Linked DNA regions of Mus musculus: region 1 is linked to region 2. The links are chromatin contacts, called in public Micro-C maps. All regions are on one chromosome and are shown on one strand. The core of a region is the stretch at or near the end of the contact, and the rest is flanking DNA. Distances in the headings are between cores, read along the strand shown.

Region 1 (2,700 bases), core at 2-2,501, 190 kb after region 2:
ATGCCATGAATATGGGGTTCAGTAAAGATGGCTAGTGATCATAACTATAGTAGTGACAGAAAAGTCAAAAGTATTAACATACAAAGCAGAGAGTATTAGGAAATGGTAAAGAGTCCGTTAGATAAAAAGTCCTTGATCAAGAAGGGTGCATGTCACCAAACACAGAATGCATATATCCGCATCAGACAGAAAACAGAAAAATATGTAAAACCTAAAAACTGGTACATTGCCTCTTGTGCTTTTCAGACATGACTAATATCTAAAAGTTCTACAGGGATGCCAAGTCACTAAGTATATATATATATACCCTGGGAGTTAGCGTGGATGAGTGTAAATTCCAAGAGCTTGGTCCGTTTCACCTCAACAAAGAGAACTGATATTCTCTTAGAATATTCTAATAAGAATATTTTGGTAATCAGAAGATCAAAACAAAAAACAAGCAAACAAACAAAAACCAGGATTACTCCACTTTATATGAGCTAAAATGTATCCACAAGGGAAGACATCCACCGCAGAATTTCAGAGCCAGCTTCCTCAGGAACAGAAAAGAAACTGCTCCTTCCTGTTTCCTAGCCCAGCAGCTCTGGTAGCCTGGCTGCAGTTCCAGCTGCGCTGCTGATTGCTGACTGACTCTCCCAGGATGCCCCGCGGCACCCGCGGCACCCGCGGCAGCCAGGAATTTTAGTTTCCCCCAAGTCCACCGTATCTTTCGACCCCAGATCTGCACCACGCGATTACCCACGGTGCAGGACCGCGTGCACGGGGGAAACCTGTCGAAGCGACTTCTGGCTTTGGCTCTAGGTAAAACTTCTCAAACTTCAGTAATTTAGCGTCCCAGCTTCCACCCACGTGTTTCTCCTAATTCCTCACACTCTACACAGTTCCCCTACACATCTCCATTAAGTCGAAAATCCTCCCAATGTGCTTCCGGATCTCCGATCTCCAAATATGTTTCCGGGTGAGCATCTGCGCCCCATCAGAGACCAGTCCTTCCCACTTTGTCTCAGGCTGCCTTTCACACAGCTCCAGCTTTCAGGCTGCTCCGGCTCTGCACAGCCTCCACACACTCTTGTGAGAGCGCCGACCACAAGTGTTTTTGGAAGGACGCTCCACCCGGTATCTGAGCCCCACTCGGGGTTCTAAACCCTTTAGATAAACGACAGCTCCCACCCCCGCCCCACCACCACCAAAACTGGAGCAAGAGCTGTCCCTGAATTAGTTGAATGCCTGTGGATTCCTTCCCCTAACCCAGTCGCCTTGTCTGACCTTAGTCAGAGAGGATATGCTTAGTCCTGCAGTGATTATGTGCTGGGCGGGAGGGGCTGGGGGGCGCTAGTGAATACAGGTGTGGTGGGAATCCCTCTTCTCAGAGGAGAATGGGTGCGGGGAGGGGAAAAGCTGCGAGGGACTGGGGAACTGATTTGGGTAAGGTGAATTATAAAAAAGACAAACAGCCTAACGTCTCCACTGGACTACCAACCTCTGGCTTATATATTTCATACCAAACAATAATAGACTAAATTCAGAAGCGAGAGTCCCATCCCCAACACACAAACATTAAAAAGCCAAAACAAAATACTGAAATATGAACTTGGGGAGAGATATTTAAAGAACTTGGATTTTGAAAAGAAGTAAGTGGTAAGGCCTTTGCAACAGCCTAGGGGTGAATTAATCCCGCGCTGTACTGATTTCCCCAATAGATGGCGGTCTTGTCATTTAAGTCTTCTGTGACAGCGATGCTTTGAGAGGAAAAAAAGAGAACGTTCTGTTTTCCTTTTTTTTTTTAAATGGAGTGGTGAATGCAGCCTCTTGGCTGTCGCAGATGCAGAAAATAAGTGAAGTATGTGTTCCCAGGCCTAAAAACGTCAGCTACACCACCCCATCTCTAGCTCTGGGAACAAGGAAGAAGAGGTGGTTAGAAAATAAGGGAAAGGTTAAGACACACCATTCTCTAGACTCCATACAAGTATTGTAATCAGTAACCAATAGCAGCTGTCTTTACCTGCACTGGCCTCACACAAGACCACAGTCAGTCTAGGAAAGGGAACAACAGCTCCCCTTACCTCTCAAACATTGGCTATGGATAGATTGTAGAAGAGTCACTCACTGTCTTTAGTTGTCATCCTGTGCTGAGCACATCAGGTTCCAATACATAGCTCCAAACCCAGTCTCACAAATGGCTCTGGTTCATCTCAGTGGATCACAAGCAATATGAATAGAGATGAACACAGTAGAGTGACTGTTGGAATTGTGGACCAGGATAGTGGAGAGGTAGGAGGTGAGAGTGGGCAGTATTAGATATGCCCATATGCACACACACATTCTGTGTATATATTCATATGAGTATGAAACAGCTAATAATAGAAATGGGGGCTCATTCATTCATTTATTGAATGTAGACAAGGTTTTCTGTGTAATCCTGTGTTTAATGGTATGTGCTACCATGCCCAGCTCAAGTTTCTTTGAAAAGACCACATGAGTGTGGAATTTTTGTTGTTGTACCAGTATCTGGTGGGATTTTTGTTTGATAATTAATTGGTGTGTTTGTCCATGAGGGAGACATTCCACCATACCATGATCATTATTTAGTTAAATGTAAAGGAATAGTTAGAGTAAGGAAGTCTTGTTTTTTGTGTGTGTTTCAAGAAGTATTAAATGTTAAGTAGCTTTGCGGTTAGCTCTTCTTTGCAGTTCTGATAG
Region 2 (2,700 bases), core at 18-2,517:
CTCAAGGGAAAAAAATGAATCTGTATTACTGGAGTGATATTATAAACTACTGAGTATCTAGTTTCATCATGGAACAAAAACGAAAGAAGCCTTACACATCCCAAAATAACAAACATGAAGAACAGATGAAATTTCATGAAAACTTTGTCTTTTTCTCTGAGGCTTTCACTTTCTTCTGTGAGATGTGAGGCTCATCTCATTCACACACAGCTCACACACATGCAGAGTAATTTCCCCAGGAACCCCGAGGAGCAAGGAAAAGTGCAAGAGACTATTGTTACTCACAGAAACAGGACTGCTGCAATTCTGCAATATTCAATCTCAGTACAAAACCCTATGAGTGAGGTCCAGGCATTTCCTCTTCTTCCTGAGAGAAGTTCACCGCATGTCAACAACCCTGAAATTACAAAGCAACAGTTTGCCCTTTGTCCATTGTCAGAGTGTTTCTTGCATCAGAAAAGATACTTTCTAACTTTGTCCCATTACATACTGTTTTCTAATGTAAACAGTGTGGCCTGTTATCCTCACTCTCAACATGCATACTGTACTTCTCTGGACTCCTGAGGTGTGCCTTAAAACCTCAGCATAAGAACACATATTTGTTATATTCACATCAGCGTGTATGCATCTCAAATGCAAAATGAGTGATGAGTAAAACCTTTATTTAAGAATTGTTAAAATTTACAAACATAACTGTGTAGCTTAGCAAAAAAAAAAAAAAAAAAAAATCCACAAACTGATCAAAATCTGCAGTTACTCCTTATGGGGCTGGTAGTTAACAAGCTCTCTGGGACCTTAAAGTCTCCATGTCAAATTCCTCTCTCTTGAATACGAAACGGGTAGACCAAGGGCGTTAGAAAATGCCAACAGTTTTAGTTTTTGCATAACAGCAAAAAGAATAGTGTTTTCAATGGTCAAAACATAAACTCAATTAGTCTAAGGGATACAGTCTTGAGAATATTCTGGAAACCACGGATAAATGGTAAAATCAGCATGTGTCCCATTTCATATGTTCTCAAACTTATCTTCAAGGGTATTACCCTTCACCAGAATTGTGAAAACGGTATCCTTATGAGCAGCAGAAAACTGAACATGCCCCTGGTCCAGTTCCTACCTGTTTACTACAGCTCTTCTGACCTGGGAGATGCTAGGATCGCCGGGCTGCGGTTCCCGCCACTGTGGTGCGGACCGGCGAGTCTCCCAGACCGTTCTACGAGGCTCCAGTGGCTGCAGGAAGTTTTCACATCTACTTGAAACTCTGGCCAGTGTCGGCCGTCCAGCCCTTAAACAAAGATTTCCTCTCAGAGAATGGAGGGTTTTCCGGCCCCTCCCTCCTGCGGCCACTGGAGCCGCCTTTGGGTCCGCCTATTATAGATAGGTTCCGGTTACGTAGGTTCTCTGACCCAGCCCACTGGTTCAAATCCCTTGTCCAATTGAGTTTTCCAGGCCTTCCATGCGGGCTTTAGTTTTCTCTTCGCTCTATTTTTCTAGACCAGTTTTCCCGCCCCGTGGAGACCGGTCCCTCCCACTCCGTCTCAGGCTGCCTTCCACACAGCTCCAGACGCCAGGCTGCTCTGCACATTCTCTGCGCAGCCTCACCATGAGCACTGCCATCCTTGACCAGAACTGGATCTAGTAGGACACTGCACCCCAGAACCTGCCCCACACTCTTGATTCGGAACCTTTCAGATGCAAGATAGTCTCGACTTGACTAGCAGCCTGTGGGCTACATACATCAAACAATAGCAGGTTAAATTCAGAGGCCAGAGTCCGATCCCCAACGGACACACACAAAATGGCAAGCCAAAACCTGAAACTCAAAACTCAGATCCAATTGGCACTGTCTCCCAAGTGCTGGGATTAAAGTTCTATACCACCATGTCCAGATATTTATGTTTATATTATTTATACTGGTGTGATTTGTAAGTATAGACCGGATAAATGCTCTGGCACATTATTTAGAAGGGTATTTTTTTCTTTAGTATGAATTTTCTGAAGTGTTGTTAGAGTTGAGCACCGAGTAAGATTTGTGACATTCTTTACAGATGTAAGGTCTCTTTAATCTGAACTCTCTGATGTCTTCTAAGACTTGTATGCTAGATAAAGGGTATATCACAATCATTGCTTTATTACGTTTTTTTCTCCAGTATGAATTTTCTGATGTGCTCGAAGAGTTGAACCCTTTGCAAAATATCTGTCACACACCTTACATCTGTGAGGTCTCTCTCCAGTATGAACTCTCTGATGTCGTCTAAGATGTGAGTCCTGGATAAAGGATTTGTCACATACCTCACATTTGTAAGGCTTCTCACCAGTAGGGATTCTGGAAAGTGTTTTAAGATGTGATAACTCAAGAAAGTACTTACCACATTCTTTGTGTTTGCATAATTTCTCTAGAGAATGAGTTTCCTGATGCCTTCTATATGAGGCATAGTGAATAAAGGATTTGTCACACTCTTTACAGTTATAAGGCTTCTCTCCTGTATGCAATTTCTGATGGCTTTTAAGTGCTGACAACTGAGGAAATGACTTTCCACATGCATTGCATTTGTAAAGCTTCTCCCCAGTATGACTTCTTTGATGTGTTTTAAGGCTTGAGCACTGGTTAAAGGATTTGTCACATACATCACATTTATAAGGCTTTTCACCAGTATGGATTCTGTAATGCCTTTTAAGATGAGATAATTCAATACAGGATTT

What was found. Hi-C and Micro-C count contacts between places; a contact is called where the count stands out from the background.
Region 1: a Micro-C map of the G1E-ER4 cell line shows a contact between it and region 2, with 7 times the contacts expected there. The contact joins the enhancer-like site here to the promoter of Zfp760 in region 2. A contact is called at or near these places in 1 of 39 promoter capture datasets (neural stem cells), 4 of 484 Hi-C or Micro-C datasets (the G1E-ER4 cell line and the N1E-115 cell line) and 1 of 115 datasets of contacts at active chromatin or transcription factors (epiblast stem cells).

Annotation. Positions count from the first base shown.
Region 1 is chr17:21,514,897-21,517,596 of GRCm38.p6, reverse strand. It overlaps a transcript of Zfp53 not described here. Among named protein-coding and RNA genes, the nearest start is that of Zfp52, 19 kb to the left of the region's middle. Within about 2 kb of position 1,251, at least 421 of the 459 cell types and tissues checked have an H3K27ac peak or open chromatin away from gene starts, as enhancers often do. A contact at or near this core is called in the G1E-ER4 cell line, the N1E-115 cell line, epiblast stem cells and 1 more, where this site is marked.
Region 2 is chr17:21,706,308-21,709,007 of GRCm38.p6, reverse strand. It overlaps Zfp760 (zinc finger protein 760), which reads right to left and starts at 1,267. Exons shown (of 6, transcript NM_001008501.2): 1 at 1,115-1,267; 2 at 286-397.